2 separate regions of the Nomascus leucogenys genome follow, and region 2 is linked to region 1. Evidence: chromatin contacts called from public Hi-C data. All regions are on one chromosome and are shown on one strand. Each heading gives the region's core, a stretch centred on a gene start, on an enhancer-like site or on the middle of the called end of the contact. The rest is flanking DNA. Distances are from core to core; before and after follow the strand shown.

Evidence for each region. Hi-C and Micro-C count contacts between places; a contact is called where the count stands out from the background.
Region 2: a Hi-C map of an unstated tissue shows a contact between it and region 1, with 2.5 times the contacts expected there. The contact joins two enhancer-like sites. A contact is called at or near these places in 2 of 4 Hi-C or Micro-C datasets (a lymphoblastoid cell line and an unstated tissue).

Annotation. Positions count from the first base shown.
Region 1 is chr22a:56,209,402-56,216,239 of Asia_NLE_v1, forward strand. No RefSeq gene overlaps it. Among named protein-coding and RNA genes, the nearest start is that of TCP11, 7.9 kb to the left of the region's middle. Within about 2 kb of position 3,265, the one cell type or tissue checked has an H3K27ac peak away from gene starts, as active enhancers do. A contact at or near this core is called in a lymphoblastoid cell line, where this site is marked.
Region 2 is chr22a:56,310,159-56,316,996 of Asia_NLE_v1, forward strand. It overlaps SCUBE3 (signal peptide, CUB and EGF-like domain-containing protein 3), which reads left to right. Exons shown (of 23, transcript XM_030802568.1): 19 at 1-53; 20 at 471-668; 21 at 1,493-1,645; 22 at 1,755-1,834; 23 at 4,110-6,838. The coding sequence ends at 4,259. Among named protein-coding and RNA genes, the nearest start is that of ZNF76, 12 kb to the right of the region's middle. Within about 2 kb of position 3,498, the one cell type or tissue checked has an H3K27ac peak away from gene starts, as active enhancers do. A contact at or near this core is called in a lymphoblastoid cell line, where this site is marked.

The DNA of each region.
Region 1 (6,838 bases), core at 2,015-4,514:
GTGGTAGGGACACATAAATACAGGGTGGGACTTTAAATGGAACCATTTGGAGTCATGTAAACTCGGACTGACTTCATTATAGCCTCCCTTATGATACAGAACCGCACGTCAAAACTATTTGCTTTAGTCTTTTGACAAATGTGTTTTCTCCACAGAACCCAAGAGTAGGAGAAGGGTTGAGGGAATCTGGGGGCAGTCTGGAGGTGGTCCTTTGAAGCTGAATGTGAAGTGTGATGGATGGGAAAACCATTACAAATCTCTAAGGGAGGAGGCTCAAAGCGGAAGACAAAGAAGATTCTGGGAGCAATGTTTACTGCCTCCTTTTCTAGCCACATCTCACTCCGTTAGCAACACCTCACAGGCTCTGCTCTTCCGACCTCAGGGTCTTTGCATATGCTGTTCCTTCCACCTAGCATGCTTCTCCCTGCTCTAAAAGCCCCTGTCACCCTCCTGACTCTCATCCTTCAGAACTAGCTTACAAGGCCTAACTTCCTCAGAGGAACTTCCATGGCCCTCCATTAGCTTCTCTCAACACCCTGCATGTTTTCTCCATAGCACTCATCACATTTTGTAATCATATGTTTGTTGGCATACTTAACCTTTATTGAAATGTGACTCTCCCATGAGACTAACCTTTCTGGGAGCAGGGACTGTGTGCATTTTATTCACTGCTGTGCCTGGGACATAATAGGTGTCCAATCAATAATTATGGAATGAATGAACAGGGGAGACTGCATTATAAGGGGAGTGACAGAGAATGGGCCACTGCTCCCCTCACACACCCAAGAGGTCAAGCAAAGTGTCTCTCTCTGGATCCAGTCTCGGTTACCAGGGTCTTTCTCTTTTTATCTCATAAACATATAGACATGTTTTCTCTCTTTCTGTGTCTCCTCTGTCCTTAGCTTCCTGAGAGAGCCTTTTAAACCAGCAAAGACAATGTCTGAGAGAAAAGGACTTTTGAGGCCCTGTGACACTGGAGTGCCTCCCACCCCAATCAGAAGGTGGCAGCAGGGGGCAGTGGCACCATGGGAGTAACTTAGAGCCTGGCTCCTAGATGAAGTAGTTTCTCTCTCTCTCTCTGCAGAGTAACCCAGGGTCAGCAGCAGCCGAAAGCCACAAAAACTGACTTTAAAAGTCCTCCTAAGAGCTGCATCTTTTGAGTCCCCAAAACAATCACGCCTTGTGCCCCAGGACACGGCGCGAGTTACACACTTAAAGCAGTTTCCACAGAACCACATTCAGTTGGTTTTAAACTCTGGGGAAAGCTGGCAGCCTCTTTGTGGGTTTTTTAAAAAACTAGTTAGAGGGACAATTAAACCTTTATGGGCCCCAGAATGTACCTATGCAGACATAAATAAGGATCATTCTTCATCACTGGAGAATCCACTTTCTGGCAACAGATATATTTTTCTGCCATTGCAGGACAGAGTTGAGCTCACGTCTGAGAACCTTTATGATTAAATGGGCAGGTGATGGGGGTTAGCATGAGCAGCGTTAGAACTTTGACCCTAAATTTGGCACAGGCCCTTTCTCAAAATGGATGTGTCACAGGCCTTGGGCTTAGCTGGTCTTAAATAAATCACATAAACTTCCAAAGCCTTTCCAGAAAGCTGCCAGGATTTTAAGCCAAGAAAACTCATCTTGCTCTCTCTTTGTGTTACTTCGGGACAAAATGCTCCATTTGTCAAAGAATCCTGACTCTTTTATTCCCACTCTTACAACACAATACAATGTATTCATATATTTACAGTGCAGTGCCCTTCAATAGTCCAGATGATTTTTTTAATCCAATAATATCATTAAATGCACCGGGGGCTCTCTTCTTAAAGAACTTTTGAGTAAACTCTTTTGTTAAGGGAAGCAATCTTTCATAAGGCAAATCATCAGTCTCCAATTTGTTTTCCAAATCTGAGATTTTCTTAAACCAGGGTCCACTTTAGATGACGGCTTGTGCATTTTCTTTTATTTTTCTGACTTTGTTTAAGACAAGCTTTTCCTGACTAGATATTATTGGGTAGGGATGAAGGAACCTCAAACACTTGAGAAATAAATCAGTTTCAGTCATTTGTGTCATCCGTAATTCTTTAGAACCACCAGCTTAAAGCAAAGTATAATGATCTCCTGACAAAGAACCCAGCCTCACAGATTTGAGGGCCAGCCTATTAGAAGTCCATCTCAAAAGAAATGTGGGGGGAGGGTGTTTAGGACATTATTGTAGTTTTTTTTGTGTGTGGCCAAGTACATGGCATAATATTTATCATGTTAACCATTTGTAAGTGTGTACAATTCAGTGGCATTAAATAAATTCACAATGGTATGTAATCATCACCACTATCTATACCCAAAACATTTTCATTGTCCCCAACAAAAACTCTGTAACCATTAAACAATAATTCCCCGTCCCTTGCTCCCTCCAGACCCTGGTAACCTCTATTTTATTTTCTGTCTCCATAAAGAGAGAACAGTTTTATACTCCAGTTTTTCTCTGGGACTTTTTTTCTTCCCACAACGGTGTGGCGGGGGAACGGGGAAAGTCGTGGCCATCCTTTTTCACCTTGTAAGTCCTTCCCAGTGCCGCCTCTCCACTCCCCTTTCCTTCACCGATAGCGTCTCTAAGATGAAGCTGGAGCTCATTTGAACAGTTTAAACTTGCAGAGGGGCTGCAGTCCCCAACGGGAACAAAAGGAGGTCACTGGGTCTGAGTCTCTGTTACAAGCTCAGGAATGGCAGGAATTTTGTGACTTCAATAGTCTGAGGAAGTGCAACGCGATGAGCTAGATGGCTGTTTTGGTGTCTGAAGCCTATGTGGCCCCCCCGTTTAGCACCAATCAGTTGCAGAGTTACTCACCTGAGATCTGTCAGGGCTAACAGAGATGGGATTGCAGTAAGAGGCATAGAGAGCTGCCTTGGGCACCCTCAAATTCCATGCTGTGGAATTTCTCATTGAAAAACACTGGCTAAGCCACTCACAACCTCTGCAGAACTTACATCTCTTGTACCCATTTGTGGCCAACAGAGGCACACTCAGAATGACTCATATCCTTCAGTTTGGGTTTTACTTTGCTCGTAATGCTTGGAAACTCTCAAAGGAGCTAACCTCCCCCGTCTCCCCCACCCTCACACAACTCAGGATAAACAAGAGATTCAGCTTATGAAAAATCTGATTTTTGGTTGCTTCAAGAACTACTTGGGCACCCCCAGTCGCCCCTCCCCAACTTCCCGGACTGTGAGCCTGCTGAGGGGGCCCTTAGGACAACCATGGCAGGGTGATTCAATGGCTCAGAGAAACTGCAAACCATGGGATGGTGGAAGGATAGTCACCTTGAAGACAGGAGGCATGGATTTCTTCTGCTTCCCACTTGCTAGTGACCCTAGGCAAGTCACGTCACAGCTCTGGCCTCATTTCCCTTATGTTGAGTGGAAGTGCCCTGCAACTCTGAGAATCTGGGGGTGCGGGGGTGGGGGAGCAAGGCTTTCTAATGTCTGGAACTCTTAAAACAGGGAACAAAGCCTTTTGTTTCCCATAGGTGCTGACCTTAATGGAAAGAATGGTTGTAAGGAGGAGGAGGAGATTTGGGGAATGAGGAGAGTGGATGGGTGTTTTTTAGGTGTATTTTAGGATAGATTGAGAATTAAGTTTTGGCTGGATCTTTATGAGGAATTGTTCAGCAGGCATCTGGAAATAAGCACCTGGAGTTAAGAAGAGGGATTGGGACTGACAACAGGAATAGAGACAGGAGTCATGGTTGATAAATGAAATGGTAATAATACAAGAGACATGTATCAAGTGCTTACCATAATGCCAGGATCTTGGGGAGCCCTTCATGTAGACATGTTCCTGCCATACACACAACAACCCTATGACAAATATGTTGTTTTTACACCACTTTACAGATGAGGAGAACTTAAATATCCCCCCAAGGCCATAGAGTGAGTAAGTGGTAAGCCAGGGGCTTGAACCCAGGGAGTCTGACTTCAGAACCCTTAACCTGACTTTTCTATCACCTTCTGAAGCTACAGCGGTGGAGAAGCATGGGAGAAAAGAAATACTAGTGGATAGAATCTTGACAAATACCTGTAATAAAGTACTCCTATACTTGATCAACTGCGACCTAAAATCAGATTCTGAGAAGATGAAGGTGTGGGTCAGAAACAGAGAACTATCCACTTCTATCTAGTGATGTTGGCAATTGGGATGACTCTGCACAAGTTAAATAATAATAACACCCAAAATATATTAAACACTCATTATATGCTAGGCACTGTACTAAAAGGACTTCACGTATAGTATCTCATTTAGTCATCTTACAAATCCTACATAAAAGCTATTATAGTGCCCATTTAACAGGAGAGGAAACTGAAGCTTCCAGAACTTAAGGGACTTAACCAGCGGGAAATCTCAGGGCTGGGAACTCAAAGCCAAGCTGTGTGCTTCCAGAGACAGCTCAAGATTTGCCTCCCGAAAGCAGCGTTTCCTGACCGCCTCTCATAACAGACATGAAGTGAAACCTCTTGACATTCCTGATTTGTTTCGTGTTAAGATACTCCCTGGTTTGCAGTTAACGCCAATATTTGAAGTCAGTACTTCTGGAAGTTGTTAAAGCGTTATCAGCTGTCTTGAACTACTGTTTAAGTTTATTACGTGCACCTTCGAGTTAATTTAAGCCAACTAGAATAAGCAGTAGCTAATTTTTGGTCCCCCGAGGCACGCCCAGCTGATTCCCACCACACCCAGTTCCATGGAGAAGCTTGATTGGTCCACAGGTCCTGTCTCCTTTACAGTGATTGGTTCAAGTAAAAGCACGTGACACAAGTCAGGCCAACGAGGCACAAGGAGAGGTCAGCTATAGCGGCTTCCGGCAAAGTCCCTCCTCTTTGTACTTCATCAGGCGTTTTTTGGAAAGTGAGAATCCTTCCTGCTCCAGACTTTGTCCTGCTGGAGTGGGAGGCCGCCTGACTACCAGCTTCACTAAGCGTGGAGAGGCAGAGAGCCCCTGAAGCCCACCCTCCTGCCCGAGATTCCCCAACATCCAACCAGTACATTCTTGTTGAAGCTGGCTTGTTTTGGGATGCTTGCCGCTCCCCACCCGCGCTGGAATGTGAGCACCATGAGGGTACACACCCTGTCCGTCTCCACTGCTGCACCCCCAGCCCTTATACATAGCTGGGCACGGAGACATACCTTATCATATAGCTGAATGATGAACGAGTGAAGTCATGAATGAACCTAATATAAGCTCCCAGTGGGGCGGGGCGGGGCGGGGCGGGGATGGGGATAGCTGGAAAACACCTTAAAATAATCTAATCCACATCTCTCTTTTCTACTCTATAGTAAGAAAAGAAACATGAGCTGCAGTGTTAGAAAGTAGTTATCCTAACTAGGGCAGACACTCTCTAGTGCCATAATGAGAATCTTTGGTTACTGTAAGTCAAGCATCCCAGAGGGGCTCTGATGCCACGCCCGGTTCAAGTCGGAGAACAGGACACCCAGAAGGATCCAGCTAAATAAAACTTCAGCGTCAGTTGATGATAGAAATGGAGAGTTGGTAAGAAAGACACAAGATTTTGTATTCAGCTTTTTTTTTTTTGAGACGGAGTCTTGCTCTGTCGCCCAGGCTGGAGTGCAGTGGCACAATCTCCGCTCACTGCAAGCTCCGCCTCCCGGGTTCACGCCATTCTCCTGCCTCAGCCTCCCGAGTAGCTGGGACTACAGGCGCCGGCCACCACGCCCGGCTAATTTTGTATTTTTAGTAGAGACGGAGTTTCACCGTGTTAGCCAGAATGGTCTCGATCTCTTGACCTCGTGATCCGCCCGCCTCTGCCTCCCAAAGTGCTGGGATTACAGGCATGAGCCACCGAGCCCAGCTTTTTTTTTTTTTTTAAAGAACATACAATTTTTGTACTAGTTGATTAATGTTTAATGTTGGCTGTTGTGATGAATAAAGTTTAGGAAATACACGGTTATGATTCCAGGGGCCTTTAGCATATAGAGCTCCATCTGCATCCCACTTTGGACTTAGGAGTGAGACTATGCAAAGCCTTGTTTGCTGGGAATGCACCTCTCTAAACATTCAAAATTGCAGAATGAAAGTTATGAAGCACTGGCAGACTTCACAACTCCCTTACATTCCATTCCATAGTTTGTATATGCTTTTTACCAAATATCTTGTTTCTTTTTCTGAATTTCAGACATCCACATTCCAGAGAAATATTTTCTTTTAAAATCAACTTTATTGAGGTATAATTTTCATAAATGTGCCAATTTTAAGTGTACATTTTGATGAGTTTTACAAATACATATATCCATGCAGCCACCACCACAGTCAAACAGAATATTTCCATCATCTCCAAAGGTTTCCTTGTCCCCGTTTGCAGTCAGTATCTGTCTCCTTATCCCAGGGCCCAAGCAACCACTGATCTGCTTTACCTGTTCTAAAACTTCATATAAACAGAATTGTACAATATGTAGTTGTATTTGGCAGGTAGAGCTGCCAAAAAATACCACAGACTGGGTGGCTTAAGCAATGGAAATTTATTTTTTACAGTTTTAAAGACTGGAAGTCCAAGATGAAGATGTCGGCAGGTTTGGTTTCTCCTGAGGCCTCTCTCTTTGGCTTGCAGATGGCTGTCTTCTGGCTGTGTCCTCACATGGCCTTTTCTCAGGATACACACATCCTTGGTGTCTCTTCCTCTTTTTATAAGGACACTAGTCCTATTGGGTTAGAGCCCCAATTCAATAGGTCCCTATTGGATTTGACTTATTGGCCCTTTGACTTCATTTAACTTTAATTACCTCTTTAAAGGCCCCATCTCCAAATACAGTCACATTGTAGGAAAG
Region 2 (6,838 bases), core at 2,248-4,747, 100 kb after region 1:
AGGAAACACAAGCACAGACTTTGATGGCTCTACCAGTGTGGCCCAATGCAAGAGTACGTGGCAAGCCAGGCTGTGGAAAAGGGAGGAGAAAGGCCTGGGAGCAGTGGACATCTAAAGGAGGGGTGTGAAACCAACAGGGAACAGGGCTGGGGGGTGGAGGGGCAGGAAAACTCCACCTTCCACCTCTCCCCAACTCACTCAATCTCAAGGTCAGTTGCTCGGCTGGACCCTGTTAACACCCTCTCCCTGAAGACAGGTAATGAGGAAGCAGAGACAGGTGAAGTGAGAAGAGAAGGTACTAAAAGGGCAGGAAGGAAGATGGACTCAGAGCTTGGAAAATACTGATGAACTAGGATGCAGGCTTCCTATAAATGTCTGACCTCTACTTCAGAACTCTTCAATTCCCCCAGCGCACTTCCCCACTGACTTCCCTTCTCTTTCTTGTTTTATCCACTGGGGTTTGGCTGCAGATCGTCAGTGTGGTGGGGAGCTGGGTGAGTTCACTGGCTATATTGAGTCCCCCAACTACCCGGGCAACTACCCAGCCAGTGTGGAGTGCATCTGGAACATCAACCCCCCACCCAAGCGCAAGATCCTTATCGTGGTACCAGAGATCTTCCTGCCATCTGAGGATGAGTGTGGGGACGTCCTCGTCATGAGAAAGAACTGTGGGTGGCTTGCAGAGCTGGGCCAGGGAAGGGCAGTCCAAATCTGGTTAAGGCGGAGAGACAAAGAGAGAGACTGATACAGAAAGAAGTTGGGCAGTGAAGTTAGGGATCTATGAGGGTGAAATAGTAAGAGGCCTTTAGGAAGGCAGAAGCTAACAAAGGAAAACAGCAATAACACGTTTGGTAGAAAACAGAGTTAAGAAAGCTAGCAGTGGGGCCGGGTGCGGTGGCTCACGCTTGTAATCCCAGCACTTTGGGAGGCCGAGGCGGGCGGATCACGAGGTCAGGAGATTGAGACCACGGTGAAACCCCGTCTCTACTAAAAATACAAAAAAAAAATTAGCCGGGCGTGGTGGCGGGCGCCTGTAGTCCCAGCTACTCGGAGAGGCTGAGGCAGGAGAATGGCGTGAACCCGGGAGGCGGAGCTTGCAGTGAGCCGAGATTGTGCCACTGCACTCCAGCCTGGGCGACAGAGCGAGACTCCGTCTCAAAAAAAAAAAGAAAGAAAGCTAGCAGTGGGGCTAGAACTCCAATGGCGTTACATGTATCACTTTCCTATCCCAGCATTTTTGCCATTCCATTCATTTAAATGTCAAATTTATTACACTATGTGAGTGCCAGGTATCAAGGAGGAATTGTGGAATGAGCCCAGTGGGCAGTGGGAGAGGGTGTGGGGTAGGGTGTATGTATGCGAAGCGGGAGCCTTTGTCAGAATGATTCTCTCTCTTGCCCCATACCCCCACCACCAGCTCTACAGCGCACATTCTAGGAGGGCTTAGGTAGCCTGCCCTGCTGCTCTACTGACCTGCTGCTTGCCTTCCCAGCATCCCCATCCTCCATTACCACTTATGAGACCTGCCAGACCTACGAGCGTCCCATTGCCTTCACTGCCCGTTCCAGGAAGCTCTGGATCAACTTCAAGACAAGCGAGGCCAACAGCGCCCGTGGCTTCCAGATCCCCTATGTTACCTATGATGGTAAGCCAAGGAGGTGGGTGAGAAGGGGAGGTATGTAAGTTTTGAGAGGGAACCAGGAGAGCAGGAAGAGCTCCCGCCCCTGAGCCCCTCCCCTTGGTTGACTTTGCAGAGGACTATGAGCAGCTGGTAGAAGACATTGTGCGAGATGGCCGGCTCTATGCCTCTGAAAACCACCAGGAGATTTTAAAGGTGAATAAATATTAACAATAATGATAGCTAACATTTAATGAGCATGTAACAATATGTAGGCAATATGCTAAGTGCTTACATGAATATTCTTATTTGATAGACACGATAGCTCTGTGAGGTAGGTGCTTTCTCCATTGCCTCTTTACAGATGGGAAAACTGGGGCATAGAGAGTTAAAGAACCTGCCCCATGGGAAAGCTGGGATTTGAGCCCAAGCCTATCCGACTGCAGCATCACCCACACTATATTACACCTTGGGGAAAACTTGGAAGAGAAAGGGAAAGTGAGGAGAAGAAATGTCCCTACCTCTTCCAAGAGACATAGGGAAAATGAAGTATAGAAAGATACATTTGCATAAGTCCCTTCCTTCCCCTATTCCCTCCCCAGGCCTCATTAAGCAGCAGCAGATCGGCTGGGCGCGGTGGCTCACGCCTGTCATCCCAGCACTTTGGGAGGCCTAGGCGGGTGGATCACATAAGGACAGGAGTTTGAGACCAGCCTGGCCAACATGGTGAAACCTCGTCTTAATTTTGTAAAAATACAAAATTAGCCAGGTGCGGTGACAGGCGCGTATAATCCCAGCTACTCAGGAGGCTGAGGCAGGAGAATCGCTTGCACCCAGGAGGTGCAGGTTGCAGTGAGCCGAGATGGCGCCATCGCACTCTGGCCTGGGTGACAAAAGTGAGACTCTGTCTCAAAAAAACAAACAAAAAAAGCAGCGGCAGATCTAGCACAGCTTTCTCAGAATCAATTTATGTACGGACTTCTTTTCAAGGAAAATAAATACTTCCAACATTGAAGAATGGACTAGATGCCCTGGGTCGGTGAATCCAAATTTGAGAAAATCTTCCTTAAGAAACTATAGTCTGGCTGGGCATGGTGGATCACGCCTGTAATCCCAGCACTTTGGGGAGCTGAGGCGGGTGGATCGCCTGAGGTCAGGAGTTCCAGACAAGCCTGGCCAACGTAGTGAAACCCCGTCTTTACTAAAAATACAAAAAATTAGCTGGGTGTGGTGGCGGGCGCCTGCAATCCCAGCTACTCAGGACCCTGAGGCAGGAGAATTGCTTGGACCAGGGAGGCAGAGGTTGCAGTGAGCTGATGTCATGCCATTGCACTCCAGCCTGGGCAACAAGAGTGAGACTCAGTCTCAAAAAAAAAAAAAAAAAACAAAAAACTATAGTCATAGTCACAGAATTATCCTTCATAAATTATCACGGCAAAAAAGTTAGTATTAGCAAAATATTTTTATATTATCATCAAAATAAAAGCCTTGACAACAAAAATCACCTAGAACTTGCAGACTTCAAAGAATATACTTTTAACAATACTTTCCAAACATTTTAAAAGCATCTGAACCCTTATTTCAAATCAAATGTACTGTGGAATTCCAACACATAAAGCAGTGCAGCTGTTCTGATTAAAGTGGGGTAAGAGGCTGAAACCCCTACTTCTTATTTGAAAAATCCACTGACGCCATGGAAGGAGCACCAGCCTAGGTGCCAGAAGATCTGAGTTTTAATGCACAGTGCCTGGCACCTAGTAGGCTCTCCACATACCATGCTGCTGTTGCAGACAGGGTGGTCAGGAAAGGCCTCTAAGGAGAAGAGACCCAAATGAGGTAAAAGGGCTCCCCATTAGAAGATGAGGGAGGAGCATTCCAAGCTAAGGAGCATGGGAGCAATTTAGTGTGTTCAGGAACCTCGAGAAGGCCAGTGTGGCTCAGCAGAGGGAGCGAGAGTGGAGGTGGAAAGCAAGACACAGATCACATTCAGCCTATGAGTGATAAAAGAAACCAGAGAAGAGTTTCAAACAGGAAAAAGATGAACTAATTAAAAACACAAAAAGTCACTCTGCCTGCTGTGGGGAGAAGAGTCTATGGAGGGACAAAAGTAGAAGCATGGAGACCAGTTAGGAGGCTACTACAGTACTCCAAGTCAGAGACAATGGTGGCTTGGGAAGATGATGAGAGTGGTCAGACCCAGACATATTTTGAAGGTAGAGTCAATAGGATTTGCTATACTTGTAAGCAAGAAAGAGGATTCAAGGATGGCTCCAAGGATTGGGGCCTAAGCAACAGAAGGATGGAGCTGCCACTGACTCAGTTGTGGAATTCCAGAATAAGGGCAGATGGTAGGAATGGGAATCCAGAGTTGCCCTCTGGATATATTCAGTGTAGGATGCCTAGTAGACATCAAGAAGGGCTGCTGAGTCATGGTGTTTTTCTTCCCACCCCTGACACTGAGGCTGACATTGCTCCCTGCCATCCTTTGCAGGACAAGAAGCTCATCAAGGCCTTCTTTGAGGTGCTAGCCCACCCCCAGAACTACTTCAAGTACACAGAGAAACACAAGGAGATGCTGCCAAAATCCTTCATCAAGCTGCTCCGCTCCAAAGTTTCCAGCTTCCTGAGACCCTACAAATAGTAAACCTAGGCTCAGAGACCCAATTTTTTAAGCCCCCAGACTCCTTAGCCCTCAAAGCCGGCAGCCCCCTACCCTCAGACAAGGAACTCTCTCCTCTCTTTTTGGAGGGAAAAAAAAAATATCACTACACAGACCAGGCACTCTCCCTTTCTGTCTTTCTAGTTTCCTTGTCTCTCTCTGCCTGCCTCTCTACTGTTTCCCCTTTTCTAACATACTCCCTAGAAAAGCCATTCAGTACTGGCTGTAGTCCCCCTGAGATGTAAAGAAACAGTACAGCCCCTTCCACTGCCCATTTTACCAGCTCACATTCCTGACCCCATCTGCTTGGAAGGGTGCTAGAGGCCCATGAAGGAAGTGGGTCTGGTGGGGAACGGGGAGGGGAAAGAAGGGCTTCTGCCATTATAGGGTTGTGCCTTGCTAGTCAGGAGCCAAAATGTCCCCTGGCTCTGCTCCCTAGGGTGATTCTAACAGCCCAGGGTCCTGCCAAAGAAGCCTTTGATTTACAGGCTTAATGCCAGCACCAGTCCTCTGGGGCACATGGTTTGAGCTCTGGACTTCCCACATGGCCAGCTTTCTTGTCTATACAGATCCTCTCTTTCTTTCCCCACGTCTGCCTGGGGTCTACTCCATAAGGGTTTACAAATGGCCCACAACACCGAGTTAGTGGACACCGGCTAAATGAGGAAGAGCAGCAGGCATTGTCATGTTGAATGCCCCGCTGTAGCTCCCTGAGAGAAAAACTGTAGCTCTGCAGGACAGAAACCAGGTTTTAAAGCATTGCCAAAAAAAAACAAAACAGAAAGAAAAAATGTATCATCTAAAGGACTAGACACAGCACAATTGGAAGTCAACTTCAAACACTAATCCCTTTTCTTACTTGTCTTCCCTGGCCCAGCCACCTCCTCAGCCCCATGTGATGCTCCCTGGGGGAGCCCTACTCCCCTTGCTACATGTTGTCCTTAAAGAAACATGGCTATTGACCTAAGCCAGCCTAGGCCTTGCCCTACAGTTGTTTTTCCCTTGTAGCCCCAGCTGGCTTGTGGGCTTCACCAAAGAGGACCCCACTCTGCAGCCAGCCTGGAGCCACCTACCTCTGGCCTGAGGCTGTGGGCAGCAAAAGGAATGTGTGTGCACTTGGCGAGCCTCCTGCCCACCCTGTCCACACCTAATAAGTGCAATCGTTTTGAGTCTTTCTATGTTGTCTAGACAGAGGAGTTTTTGTTTTCTGGGTTTGTTTTTTGTTTTTGTTTCTTTTTCCTCTATTAGCAAAACCCTATTTATAGCTGCCCAAGAGAAAAGAGTGTATGTTTGGAGTGGAAGCAAATCGGTTTTGAATCTCATGAACCTTGAGTGCTGGAGCATCTGATCTGTCTCTATGCCACCACTGGCCACCTAGAGCCCTTGGCTGTGGTAATCCAGGGTAATTGCGCAGAGGCATCTGATGTGTAGGAAAATAATTCTGGGGATTTGATGGAGCAGGAAGGAGAGAGACCTATGTTTGCTAAACCAATCCTGCTATCCCTATGCCTCTCCATGGAGTCAGCGTGGACCTCATGATTGTAGAGGCCAATGGAACTGGTCAGTGATTCTCTTCCCCAAGTAGGGAAAACCTCCATCTTTTCCCTGTCTTCATCCTGTTATCCCCTGGTGTACACATGGAAGAGGACCAGGACATACCACCTGGGGATGGGCTGACTCAGGGTCCCGAGGCCAGAAACAAAGCTGTGGGAGCCAAGAATAAGACAGAAGGCATCAGATATTTGCCTGGCTCTGGTCACTTCCCTTTGAAGTTGACTTCAAGCTTAGCTTCCTCAACTACTGTTTTTCAGAAGGAAGAAAGAATCAAATGGAAGAAGAATCAAGTCCATGCCCAAGCCCAAAGCCTGCACACATTCTGCCCTTAATCCAACTGTTGCCTATAAAATTATTTTCTGTTTTCTCACTCTAGTTCCCCCAAAGCTGTAGTCCCAATCAGTCAAAGGCTACCAACTGACTCCTCAGGTTCATTTCTTTTTTTTTTCTTTTTAACTCTCCTGGTAACTCACAGAACAGCTCAGGTTCATTTCTAGGTGACTGTCCTAGGCTACTGCTCCCCCAGGAGACTCAACACTAAATAAAGGAGTCTGAACCCCTGCCCTCCCATCAGTAGCATTCATCAGCCAAAACGGCCATAGCAGTAGGTAGCCAGTGACACAGCTAGATTCCCTGACAACCATTAGCCAACATCACGGCCCTTGTGGGTACAGTGTCTGGCTACCTTTGTCTTTCTGGGTCAAGGAGGGCCACTGTAAAGATGCAAAATGGCTGCTTCCAAACAAGGGAAATGGTCATTTAGTAGGAGTGTCTCTGTACTTCCCAGGAAGCACCATGAAAACTGCTTTAATCAACTTTGACTATCCTAATTCTCCACCAGAAGCTAGGATAACTTTCTTTTTTTTTTTTTTTTTTTTGAGATGGAGTCTCGCTCTGTCGCCCAGGCTGGAGTGTAATGGTGCTATCTCGGCCTACTGCAACCTTCGCCTCCCAGGCTCAAGCAATTCTGCCTCGGCCTCCCGAGTAGCTGGGATTACAGGCATGCG